Linked DNA regions of Mus musculus: region 2 is linked to region 1. Evidence: chromatin contacts called from public Hi-C data. All regions are on one chromosome and are shown on one strand. The core of a region is the stretch at or near the end of the contact, and the rest is flanking DNA. Distances in the headings are between cores, read along the strand shown.

Region 1 (6,857 bases), core at 1,975-4,474:
TCCAGGCTTCTTTCTCTACAAGGCAGCAAATTGTTATGTGACTTGAACAAGTTAATAATGAGGACAGTTAATAACAGCGAACATTCAGAACAGTGAGTTATAGTGAACTTAGGACCAAAGTTGCCACCTTCACATTTGAGGTCATGGCCCAAGCAAGGGTCATTGGAGAACTTTCAAATACAAGGTTTTCTGAGCTCTATTGCAGGACATATGATTTAGCTAATGATGAAGCTTTTGGTGATAGACATCAAAATATGAGGATAAAAGGATTATCAGAGTGAATTTTATTCTAGATCATGGAACCTTGGAGAACGCTATTTGGGAAGTCTTCCTTACACGGTCCATGGCTTTATGAAGAGATTAGATTTGATTTCACTCCTCTTCTGGACTGGACTGAGGATCAACCCCAGGGCTGTTAAACACTAAGGAAGCACTCTCTGACACTAAGCTGCATCTTCAGTCACAGACACGACAGGTTTTACATGTCCTTCAAAGTTCTCAAGGGTATTTTGAAACTTGACATCTGCCATCTGAATGTTGTTCTCTCTGTGTGTTTCACCTGTTTCTTCCTGTAAGGCAGGAAGTGTGTGCGTGTGCCTGTGCATGTGTGGTGTGTCTAGATACAACACAGAATCTCACAACCTGCTTCTGCTTCCACTTTGTATAGGGAACTTCTGTGATTTTTCCACTCAGGTAAGCCAGTGGGTGTGGCAGGGGACATTCACAGCCAGGTTCTGAGGAAGCTTTTGTTTTCAAGTTGGCAGTTTCATTGTTGAGGAATGTTGATATCTGACACGTGGGGTCTGCAGATTCATTTCTTTAGTTGACAACAGCCTTAAAACACTAGGCAATGGAAAGAACACAGTTGATGAAGACAGAAATCAAACATGTCCAAATAAGCTAGATGATCTGAAATTAATTCATTTTTCTGTTCCTTGAGACTTTATGTTGACAAAATGTGGGATATATAGTGCAAAGGAAAAGCAAGAAAATTCATATCCCATTTTTTCCATCAAAGGATAATATCAGTTAGACATTTCATTGATTGTTTTTTACTCCTTAGCTTCCTTTATTATTTAAATACCATATTTCATAAACATATCAGTTTTTACTGAAAGGTAGTTAGTCATCATCAGATTAATAACATTGGATATGATCAAACTCATAGCCTTTTGAACATATTATAGAAAACAAAATTACTCTCCCGATATTAATCTCATAGGACCACAGATACCCAGAAACTTTTCAGCTTCAAGTACCATATTAGGGTATTAACTAAAAGCTCTCTGTAGGACATAAATTGCAACAATATTAGTTTAGTTATTGCAGTAAGAATTAATGTATTGACTGATCAGTCATCAAAACTGTGTGAGACAGGTCCCTTCTGTTTTAGCTGAACAGCTGAGTTCAAATAGATTAGGAAACTTCTCTATCGTGCCTGTATGTGTGTGTTCACATGTATGCGATTACGTGTGTATGTGCTGACACACGGGTGTCAGTAGAAAGTTCCAAGATTGATGTCAGTCAGGTGTCTTCCTCAGTTACTCATTCATTATGCACTGAGACAAGGTCTCTTGCTGACTCTGGAGCTAGTCTGCCTGGCTTGCTTGTTCCCAGGATCCCCATTGCTGCTCCTCAGTGTTAGGATCATCCCTTCACCCCTGCTTTTTATGTGAGTTCTGGGAATCTGAACTCTGGTCCTCACAGTTCCACAGGTGGCAAGTGCTTTTCTTTCGGAGCTTTCTCCCCAGCCTGAAGAAACTTCAGCTGGAGTTAGCTCAGTCTGGAAAGTCCTTACTGTACAAGTATGAGGACCAGAGCTTGCACTCCAGAACTCATGTTAAAAAAGAAACCGAGCCAGACATGTTGATGTCTTTGTCATCCTGTTGTTGGGGAGACAGAAACAGGAGTGTCCATGATGTTCAGTGGCCAGCTAGCCTCGTTGAATTTGCATACTCCACTTAAATTGAAGCTTTTGTCTAAAAAGAAAACAAAAACAAAAAGTCATGATGCAACGACACAGGAGTTTGATCTTGGAGGTAGTCTCTTCTCCCCTCTCCCATCCTGCATCCCCATTCCAGAGTGCCTCCTGTGTACCTGCACACACACACACACACACACACACACACACACACAGACACACACACACAAACACACACAGAGACACAGACATACATACACACACACACAGAGACATACACACAGAGACATACACACACACAGACATACACACACAGACATACACACACACACACACACAGACACACACACACACACAGACACACACAGACACACACACACACATAAAATAAAAGAAAAAGTAGGGGGAAAAGAATAAAAACAAGAGAAAATAGAGAACAAACAAAAACAAACAAGCACAAACTTCTTCAAAGGCACACAGTAAGTGATTAGCAGATTTCAGTCATGAAACCCTAAAGCCAACCCTAAAGCCCTTAATAACTACGGTCAGCTACTCTTTGGATTGTTTCAAATTCTGTACTCTTAGGGAATATCCCAAATAAGCCTTTCTGTTTTGGAGTGGAGGGGAGCCCTGATGTACAGCATTTAAGTATCACCCAAATATATGCTTATGATGAGAGGAGATCTTTATATTCACCCAAATATATGCTTATGATGAGAGGAGATCTTTATATTCAACCAAATATATGCTTATGATGAGAGGAGATCTTTATATTCCGTCCGTTCTATTTCATAAAAAGAGAAATAAATGTCTATAGACAAACTTCAATCCATATGTTGTGCTCTAACAAAATAAACCAACATCCTCTTATCCTGTTCAGTTCTCATCCATCCAGTGCCGGGACAGTCTCTACCTTTAACTGTAATTCTCAAAGCACTTTGACCTTTTCCCTCAAAAAATGTTAGCACAGGAAGGTCATCAAGTGCAGAGATTCAGGACCCTGAGCCCGGTCTTCAAGAAGGAAGTCGCTCTTTAGTTAGTTTTGCTACTATAGACTCTTTCAGGCTTCGGAGAAAACAGGAAAAGAGAAAGAAAAGCAAATTTCTCAAGGGTTTCCCCCAACAATTTATTTAGAATATTTTGCCCCTCAGGGACTGGTTTCTATTCCAACATCTTTCCACTTCGCCACAGTTTCATTTTTTACTTAATCCTTATATAAACAGGCGTTCCAAGTCCTATACATCTCAGAGCAGGTAATTATGTCTGACTCATCCCACTCACACTTAGTGAGCATCATTCTGGCCAATGAAAATACTGATAAACAATCCAGCTCCATTCCTAAGGGACAGCTGCATCTAGTGGAAGAGGGTAGCAAGGGCAGAATTACACAGCGGCAGCAGCAGCAGCAGCACCATCACATGCTTCCCACCCACTGAATTAAGCACAGTGCAGAGAGATCCCGGAAGATGCACTCTCAGACATGGGAGACACCAGAGGCTGCTTTCTGTGGGTGGAAAGAAATCCGCCACACACATTTTGCTCAGCACGTGACTTCTCCTTCTATAGAAAGCTTCTCTCCTGAGCTCTGTAACCTCAAGGACAATAGCATCCATGCAAAGAGAAATGCAGAGGGGATTGAGACCCATGCTCCAGAAAAAGCAATTCGGTTTCTTTTGAAAAACGATGAAAAGAAATGCATCCCTAAACTCAGCAGAACACATTTCATAAATAGGAACAGCCATCTTCAACCCTGGGTGATTCAGTATCAAAAAGAAACACAACTCCTACAAACATCTGACACCACGAGGAGGGAGAAGTTTGCCCCAGCTGGTATATCTTGACAGGTTCAAGTTGAGCCCCCACCCCCAAACCCAACACAAAACTGAAAACACAGACACACCGCCCTCAGAGGTGTGATCTGGTGCACTTCCCCCTAGGCAATGGGCCACACTATAATTTCACACTGCTAGGAATGCATCCATCTCTAGTGGAGACTGTTAGCTGCAGAAACCCAGTGGAAACTGCCATTCTGGAAACTTTCTCATCGCAGGAGAAGCAGTCCAGAGGGCTTCCGTGTAACGCCAGTGAACTGTAAAATTAGTTCCAAATGATGAATGCATTCTGTTACCCCCTATAAATGTTCAAGCCACAGAGTGTTCAAGTTGTGTCCTCCATGATATTATGTATGCTTAGCAGGTTTCAACTGTCTTTTACTGAGCTTGAATGTCCAGTCAAGCGAGAGAGCACTGTCTTTAATTTTTCAATCTTTACCTACTGTATTTGGGGGTATGTTTTGCATTGCCAGGGCTCAATTATTCCTCAGCATCACTCTCTCTTGATTCCTGCTTGCCTGAACATCATTGGAATGGGAAGCGTTGGAAGTTTACAAGTGTCACAGGATTTGGGTCAGCAGAACTGGTCACACGAGGAGGATCCAGGAGAAATGGGTGTCGACTATGGTTGGCTTCCCTGGGTGTTCTTGACTCTATCCCAGACGTGCAATGCACTTGGCAGTTTACGTGCTAGGGTTAGTCATCCAACTCTTACTCTGGCCTACTTAAAGTCTTCTTCTCAACTTTAAGACAGGACACTTTATAACTCCTTTTGGATAAGCTTTGGGTTGGCAGATAAGGATTGGTAAGATTTGGGGAAGTTGAGTGGGCAAGAGGGGTGATTTAAGATGTAATGGGGGAAAGGGCAGAAGCGATTATGGAACCAGCTGGAGATGTGAATTGGAAAATAAGCTCGAAAAGTAACTTAAAATGATGGATGATGTGCCTTGAGAAAATGGTTTAGTGTAGATGTGGAAAACAAGCAGGCATGGCGAGGAGGTCATAACTAGGAAAGTGACAAGGTAAGAGAGAAGAAGCTCAAGTAAAGTTAGTGCCTGGGGTTGTGTGAAGTTCAGTGCTTAAGCACTTGGTTGGTATGCAGAAGGCCCAGGATTCAAAACCCAGTACTGTGAAATCAACCAACTAAACAATCACCCATCCACCACTACTACCAACAAAGACATAGTCTGACAAGCTTTGTCTACTGGTGATATGTAAACGCTTCAGATATAGGTCAGTGAGGGAGACTAGCAGGGGGATATTCACTAGCACTTCTTTGGAAAGGAAAGGGCCTCATCACAGTGCACTCTGTGGAGATGGAGAGAAAGGAGCCGAGGACATGGGGCACTGGTTAGTTTTATGTCAACTTGGCTCAAGCTAGAGCCATTTGGGAAAAGACTACCAAGTGAGCAAGTGCTTCAGTAACACTGGCCTGGGAGCAAACATGCGGTGCATTCTCTTGATTAACGATTGAGATGGGAGAGAGGGCCCAGCCCACGTCGGTGGTGCCACCCCTGGACAGGTAGTCCTAGGGGCCATAAGAAAGCACACTGAGCAAGCCACAAGGAGCAAGACAGTATGCAGGCATCCTCCATGACCTCTGCTTCATTTCTTCGCTCCAAGTTCCTCTCTTGAGTTCTTCCCTTTACTTTCTGAAATCATCTCTTCCCTTCCCAAATTGCTTTTGGCCATGCTGCTTAATGAGACAGGGTCTCTCACCATCACAGAGCTCAAATAAGCTACTCTGGCTGGTTAGCATTCCAATGACCCTCCTGTCGCTATCTTTCTGGCACTGGGTCCATAAGTGTGTGGTAAACAGAGTGCATTCTGGGACTGGACTCAGGTCTTTTTTCTTGAACAGCACGTTACTAACCGAGCCATCCTCTCCACCTCTAAATTTTTACTGTTTCTCTTCTTGTTGCTGTTTTCCCTAAATCTGGTCTTGCCTACAGCTGATTTCATATACGAAACATCTGGAACTGACATGACTCAAAAAGCAACTACTCCCCTGCCTGGAATGCCCCTGGCATGAAGATTCTGCTACTTCTTATAGTTCCTTCAAGTCACAGCTGGTCTGTAGAATCTCCCCACCTCCATCTGCAGCAGTTCCCTACCTCAAGGAACAGGGAGTGTTCCCACCTCTTTCATCCACATGGAGCACACCAGGAGGACCTTGCCGTGGCTCTTCTGGAGGCCCCTCTGAGCAGAGGTGAAAAACGGCCAACTTTAAATCCTCACCCAGCAGACTACTCTCCATGTGGGAGATACTTGTTGAGTTGGGCTGATGAAAGGATTGTCTGGTTCTGTGGTGTGATCCATAGCATGTTTTTGACCTCTTTCTAGTTAGTGTCTTTATCTGTAATGGAGGGATGTACATTATGACTCACTGTGGGGAGGGTTTCAAGAGGTAAGATGTGTGGGGCAACAAGCATATAAGAAGCATCTGATTAGTGGTTGTGGCTAGTAAATAGACTGAAGGAAGTTGGGGGCATTAGGTTTACTTAGCTGCAGAGCTTGGAGAGTAGGCAGGACGTTCTGGGCAGAGATGAGATACGACATCCTTTGCCTTTGAGTGAATGGTCAAGAAATGTCTTTTTGGCAATTCAATTGGAAAATGTACCTGGAATGAGAACGCAGACTCTGCAAAGGGCTAGAAGAGATCACTAGGTGAGGTTGTAAAAGGACTTGAGGAGGAAAATGTGGTTGATAGGAAATAAAAGGAGCAAAGATCATTAGAGTGTGTTCTTGGGATTGGTGGGATGGCTCAGTGGGTAAGGGTGCTTGTGGCCAGGCTTAATGACATGAGGTCTGTTCTCAGGTCCCATGAGGTGGAAGGCCTCTTACAGATTGTTTCCCTCTGACCACCACACAGCCACTATGGTGTGAACCTCCTCTCAAAGAAAGAAATAAATGAATGTAATAAACATTTTAAAATATGTCTTTGGAGCATCGGAGCAAAGAAGGGCCACATAAAGTGGACGTTCCCTCAAGCTCCTTTCTATACATCCAACTGTAAGAATTATTTTATGTAAAGTGGATGGTTCCCCAAGCTCCTTCCTATACATCCAACTGTGAGAATTATTTTCATTTTCACGTTGTGACAC
Region 2 (6,857 bases), core at 1,127-3,626, 160 kb before region 1:
GACAACAAAGTAATGCAATAGCATTTTGGAATGAGCAGAAGATAAAATAATTCAATTAACAAACAGGAAGTGTTGAGGTTTTTTTTTTTTTTTTTTTTTTTAGATTTTATTTTTAATTACGTGTACATATGTGTGTGTGGACATGAGTGCAGGTGCCAAGAGAGATCAGAAGAAGACACGGAATCTCCTGACACTGGAGCTACCTGTCATGCGTGTTGGCAACCACAGGTCTTCCTCTGTCTCAGAGGAAAGTCTCAAAGCCACTACCTTCCAGCCTAACATCTTCAGGGGCTGGGAGTTTAGATGTGCATCATCAAACCCAGCATTTGGGAAACCTCCTTGTCATGTGCTCTGTGGTATTAGCATCACAGCAACAGTGTCACCGATCGCCTCTATATTTAATTAAGAAACAAGTAGTCAAGTAGTGATGTTAATGTTTGTGTGTCCTAACCAAATCCCCACACAGTTATTTTTAGTGTCCTCATGTGGACTCCAAGGCATAGCAATTCTGCTCATCAAACATCAAATCACAAAGACACACCACACGCTGGCAGTGAGGAGGAGCCTCTAACTGTGGCACTTGCTAGGGAAGAATGTTTGTGTTCCACCCAAGGAATCCCTGTAATCTTGTGATGCTGAGACAAAGAAAGTGAATCTTGTGCAATATAGGTAATAATAATACACCCTGTGGTATTGGGCAAGACAGGGGAATCTCACAAGCTCCACCTGCCAGGCAGAGCCAGGGGCAAGGAGCTCCGCAGAAAAGGTCCAGGGAGCACAAATAGCCCAAAGGGTGGGCCAGTGGATCCCCCTCAAGTACTCAAAGTAGCCATTTCACTTCTTCCTGGGTTAGGTGGTGACTGGAATTGTCTCTCTTGCTTTGCATGTGGACTTGCATTTCACTGGTCTGGTGACTCTGTTGTCTGAGTCTGCTTTCAGAATTCTCAAGAAGTCTGGGACTCTGAGTTGATGTTATGACCAAAACAATCAAATACTTCCCCTGAATGACCTGTGTATTAGACCCTGCATTGTATGCATGCATGCATGCATGTGTGCATGTGTGCATATGTATCTGTGTATTTATATGCCACACGTATTCTGAAATATGGGCGAATAAAATCTTGAGTCTTTCTCTCTCTCTCTCTCCCTCTCTAAATGGAAAGAATTCAAACAATTTGCTAACTTTTCATGGCTTGCTTTGACTGTTGCATGACTTTACCTTTGACTGTTGCATGTTGAAAGTTGCACCATACCTCATAAGAAAGACATTAACCTTGGAGGTGACCATGGTCATACACTTCCTCCTTCAGAGGGACTTGAGTAGTTTTTGATGAATTGATCTCATAGTCTTCCTATCCTGGCTTATAAAAATGGAAAACAATGTGGTTTTCTGGAAAAATAAATTCTATGAAGCTAGTGGAGCACACCTGTGTTGTTTTCTGTGGAGGTCACATGAGAAGGACAGAAAAGAAAGGCTCGCTTCTCCATTCTCCCAGGCTTTCTTCAGAGAGGAAAAGGAAATGCTCGAGAGCCATTATTTTGACCAGTGGGTTATTTTAATATTTGCCACTTTCAGGGTCTGCACAAGAAAATCAACTCATGAGTCTGGAATGTTCTTTGCCCAAAAACTGAGGCCACAGCGTAATCCTCCCCTGAGGTGAACCATGCCGGTCTGGTGGAGCTCAGTACTTCTATAAAGCTCTACATGGCCCCAAGGTGCGTTGATGGCCAAGGTTACTCTCTCCTCCAAGTGAAATTCTTCCAAATCACTTGTTGACTGTTTACAGCCGTTCAACGATTTTTGTGGCCTGGTCATAAAGATTGACGACCAAAGCTTCCTTCTTTGTGCTGGGGGGAGATTTTTGCTTTTATTTTTCCTGGCTTCCCTTGATTTACTGATTAGATATGTGTTCAGTGCGGTTGCCAGCTGGCTGAGGTAGCAATAGCAGGGGTTGCAACGCCCCCAACCTAGGCTCTGGTGAATCTACAGCAGCTGGGACTGAATGGTGGGATCCCATTTGCTCTCGGTTTAGAAAAGATGCCTCCTTTCTCTCCTTGTCTCTACATCAAAGGGCAGGCTTGTCATGTGCTTGTGTTCCAGCCATAATGGTCAGTCCTCTGAATGCAGCTTCAGGTGTTAACACAGGCCTTCCAGTGGGCAAGCCGTCAGCTGCTCTCACAGAAAGTGTCACGAGGCTGGCAGCCAGGCACTGAAGCAGTTTCTATGTCGTTGCTAGGGATGCCACATTAAATACCCAAATGCTCTGTGTACAAAATGAGGAAAAAGTGACATTCTGCCTTCCCCTGTGGGAGTGGAATACGTGATTCACAGGCCTTCTGCAGCATTAATCAGGCCTTGTTTACATGGAAGGGAGCCAAAAGAGCGAGAGCCAAGAAGGTGTGTTCGGAAAGCCAAGCGGTGATGTCATCCGTGCAGAGCAGCTCCGGCAAGCCACTCGCTCCCTTCGATGCCTTGTGCAGAACCGCAGGAGCAAATCCTAGTTAAGTGTCTCAGGAACACCAAGGTGCTTCATCCCGCGCTTGAGATTTACGTGGCTCTTATTATGATTTGTTTGCCAAATAGTAGAACATCATCACCTGTGACTATCCCAGGCAAAACGTCAGCCTCATCTACTGGGAAAATGGCAACAAGAGAGTCTTAGACAGTTGTAAGGCCACCCTTAGCTACTGTGAGGTGAGTCTCCATGCAGACTTGACAAATAGACTGTTAGTAGTAATCACATATCATCAAGATTTTTTAACTGGATAGGATGATTGCAGAAAGCAAAAGCTTATGTATCACAGACTTAGCTTGAACCCCGTACATAGCTGAGGATGTCCTTGAACTCTCGATCATCTTGCCTCTCCTGTCGCGTCCTGGCGTTATAGGTGTGGACTACCATGCCAGGTATATGTAGTGCTGGGGACTGAAGCCAGGGCTTTCTGCTAAAGCTTCACCCTCAAACCTTTCTCATTATTTAAAACAATTCAGACATCAGCTATTACGTTCTTTCCAGTGGAGAAGCTGATCTGATGTCTACAAAGACAATCAAGTAAGAACTCGGGTTTTGAATGCCAATGAAATAAAGTGGATATTTCTGTTTGAAGTGTTGCCTTACTTGGGCTATCGTCTGTGAGTATTCTTCCATTCTTCCCTTCAATGTGGATCCTATACATTCTACCCTTAGTGGAGTTCATGTGTCAAGCCCTGAATTGTTAGGTATTGAGGCCACTACTCTGAGTGAATGGACATTCTCCTTGTCATGATGGAGTTTAGTCGCTATAATTAGTCACTTTAGTCAAGTCTCTGTGTTGGGGACAGTGGAGCTTGGGTATTTAAGCAGAGTTCCCAGTGCCTGAATTAGGGCCGTTGCCTTTGGAAGGATGCTCTTTGTATTCTTTTTTTTTTTTTTTTTTTTCAGTTTAAAGCTCAAAGGCTTCAAGTTGGAGTCCTCTTCTCTTTTAAAGGAATGCTAAAAGGGTTGAAATGGAAGATACTGTTTTTAAAGAAAAAGCCAACACGAAGACTGGCAATGTAGCTCAGTGGTAGAACACCTGCCTACATACATATCCCTGCACTGGGAAACAAAAAAGAGCCAGAGAAAACAACAATGATCCTGAAAGAATCTCGCTCAAGTCCTCCTTGAATAGTTAACCAATTTGGTTTTACTTTGCACACAATCATTTAGGTAAATATTTTATGTAAATGAGAACATTTTATGTAAAATGAGCAAAGGGCATTGTTTACTTAGCCAGTGAGTGTAGGCAGTGAAAGAATTGCTTCTCGCTTCTCTCCTGGGTTCATTTCTGTTCACAGGACAGCAGAGAAGCTCTTGGTTCTGTCAGGCTAAGCTCAGTCAGTGCAGTAAAGGCTTAGATAAAATAATGAAGGAGCCTATTGGGAATAGCAGGAGCACATGGGTCCTTAGAAGAGATTCCTTTGGGAAAGTTTGCTTTCAGGGTTAGGCAAATGACAAGCGAAAGGCAGCAGGGCTTGAAATAACCTGGCTTCTTGGAAGTAGAGATTCTACTTTCTGATAGGAACTGACAGAACACTTAATCTTCTGAGACGGAAGAAAAATGGAGTTTCACACAGGTTAGGAAACTTCCAGAACACTTTAAAACCAAGGATTTTTTTGCTTAATTTAAAAAAAAGTCTCTCTGTGTGTGTGTGTGTTGTGTGTGTGTGTCTGTCTGTCTATACACACATAGGAAAGTAATTCAATCCTTTGAAGGTCAGAGGACAACTTTTAAGATTCAGTCCTCCCTTTTCAGCAGGTGAGATCGTCAGGACCTGTCAGCAAAGCACCTTTACCCACAGAGCCATCCTACCTGCCCTCCATCTTGCTTTAGTGTGGATTCTGCTTTGCTTTGTCTGGTGTACGACCTATGCTTAGTGTCTTCCTTCATGGATTCGACGCTTTCATAGCATCATGTGTTCAACGAACTCTGGGCACATGGCATGGGAATCCATCTGCATTGTACAACAAAGTAGGCCATTGTCTTATCCTTGAGAGATAGGTCAGTCAACGCTCTGACCGGGAGTTCTCTGGCATTCTGATTGGTTGGAGGGCGGGCCTCACAATAAGTCTGTTTCGCAGGTAACGACATCTTTTCACGATGACATTGATGGCATGCTTTTGTATTTTCTTTTGGCTTTACTGTCACCTAGAAAACAATAGAGACTAATGAAAGGCATGGACTTTGGTAGCTAACCACTCGGGCCTCATACACTTTTTCTCTGTTTGTTTGGTTGGTTTTTGTTATTGTTTCAAGCATTTTAGACCCCATTCTTCCTTTATTGGTGTTACAAATTAATCTACCTTGCCCAACTAAAGTGGGGCTTCTGAAATTAGTCATAGAACATGGCTGGCTTTAGATATAGCTCCATTGGTATAGCTCTTCCCTATGAGCCTCTAGTCTCAACATTCAGGAACAACTCCCTACCTCACACACACACACACACACACACACACACAATCCTGAAATGTAACTTTAAAAATAGCTTGTAATTTAATCACCCAAAATGGTAAAATCATTAATCATCAACTTTTTAGTGTCTGGATGTACAAAATTAAAGTAAAAAAAAATTGCTAAGTACTTTCTCATTGCCTATAGTATGTGTGGCCATCTAAAATTCTTTTCAGGAGGAAATGTCATTTTTCATTAGTATTATGAGCACAATCAGGAGTCAGAAATGACAAATTCGTGTGTATGGTTGTAAGAGAAGGAAAAGTCTCTCTTTCTTAGCTGTGAGTATGGAGCAGACAGTTTACTTAACTTGGGCATCTTTTTAATGTCAGCAGGGAAATGTCTGAGTGACTGTTATGGAGTCTTTCAAACTGGCCATGTGACTTCTTCAAAGAGCTTTATGCACAGTGCATGCTATCAGTCACACACCCTTTAAATGCCACTGGAGCTGGGGAAAAGCCTGGTACCGAGAAGGAGATGTTTGCTTTGGTGATCTATGAAGGACTTGTAGATTCGATGTAATGTTGAGGCTTAAACTTCCTGTGGTCTGCCCTGCGCCTAGCACGGATAGACCTGGGCTGCTCTCAACCTTGGCCAGAAGCTCCTCTGCCCCCTTTGTAAGAGGCAATAGAGAGCTGCATAACTGCTCCAAGACCTGAAAATGGGAGACTCAGTGCTCAGGTCCAGATGGGACATTTGTGCTGATCTCTCTACCACTGAGGCTCAAGGAACCTTGAAAAAGAGAAGGAGAAAGAGGAGGAGGAGGAAGAGGAGGAGAAGGAAGAGGAGGAGGAGGAGGAGGAGGAGGGGGAGGAGGAGGAGGAGGAGGGGGAGGAGGAGGAGGAGGAAGAGGAGGAGAAGGAAGAGGAGGAGAAGGAAGAGGAGGAGGAGGAGGAGGAAGAAGAGGAGGAGCAGGAGGAGGAGGAGGAGGAGGAGGAGGAGGAGGAGGAAAGGGCAGAAGGTGGGAGGAGTGCTGTGCAGTGATTGCCTTTTGAGCAAGATGTGATTATTGAGCTCATGGTTTCACAAGACCTGCCGAAATTCCTACCTAGGCGGGGCGGATGCTCTCCAGGCCCCACTGCTTCCTGAGCAGCTAGTGGCAGCAGCCCTCGCTGGAGAGGAAGAATCCTTTTTAGTGAGGATGTGGCCGCTGACAGGCTTTCCATGTATTCATGGATGACTTTAACCGAACCTAGTGGTTTATCACAAAAAGGAGGGTGCTGGTTAAATGAGAGAGGTTGAGGGTGTTCAGGAGGGGTTGGAGGGAGGAATGCATGGGGGTAGACATGATCTATTGCACTTCATTTTATATATATATATATATATGTGTGTGTGTGTGTGTGTGTGTGTGTGTGTGTGTGTGCATAAAATTTAAAAATTCCACTACTAAAATGACTTAGACCTGCTGCTAGTGTCTACCACCTGTGGCGGTAATTTTCAGTCAAAGATTTTTCCTTTGCCTCAGATTCCATAACCCTTCCTGTTGGTTATCACACAAAGGAAAAACAAAACAAAACAACAACAACAATAACAACAACAAAACAAAAAACGGACAGGCAGCAGAGGAAGATGTCCACCCCAGCTCTAAACTACTTTAATAACTTGACCCAAATTTCTTTCTATACAGAGGCGTTTTATAAAACCACTACCACCCCCACTTTTTTCTTTTTTGTCTCACAAGTTCTCACCGGCTCATTTGGGTTAGCTCACAAGTACCAGTGTGTGGGACGTGAGACAGGGTAGGGTAGGGACGATTCTTAGGACTCCATTGTTTTGTGGCCTGAGGGTGACAGTGTTATCATCCAATGGAGTTGTACAGACTCAAATTTCTTAGAATCACTTTGTGCAGAGATACTCAACACTTGTGATCTGAGTGGCCCAAGGGA

What was found. A called contact is a pair of places that touch in the nucleus more often than the background predicts.
Region 2: a Hi-C map of the N1E-115 cell line shows a contact between it and region 1, with 2.4 times the contacts expected there. The contact joins two enhancer-like sites. A contact is called at or near these places in 1 of 15 datasets of contacts at CTCF or cohesin (the NIH/3T3 cell line) and 4 of 484 Hi-C or Micro-C datasets (the N1E-115 cell line, cerebral cortex, epidermal suprabasal cells and 1 more).

What each region holds. Positions count from the first base shown.
Region 1 is chr2:9,461,503-9,468,359 of GRCm38.p6, reverse strand. It overlaps Gm13219 (predicted gene 13219), which reads right to left. Exons shown (of 3, transcript NR_168281.1): 3 at 1,046-1,979. Among named protein-coding and RNA genes, the nearest start is that of Gm13219, 110 kb to the right of the region's middle. Within about 2 kb of position 3,224, at least 25 of the 459 cell types and tissues checked have an H3K27ac peak or open chromatin away from gene starts, as enhancers often do. A contact at or near this core is called in the N1E-115 cell line, where this site is marked.
Region 2 is chr2:9,616,305-9,623,161 of GRCm38.p6, reverse strand. No RefSeq gene overlaps it. Among named protein-coding and RNA genes, the nearest start is that of Gm13218, 27 kb to the right of the region's middle. Within about 2 kb of position 2,376, at least 86 of the 459 cell types and tissues checked have an H3K27ac peak or open chromatin away from gene starts, as enhancers often do. A contact at or near this core is called in the N1E-115 cell line, where this site is marked.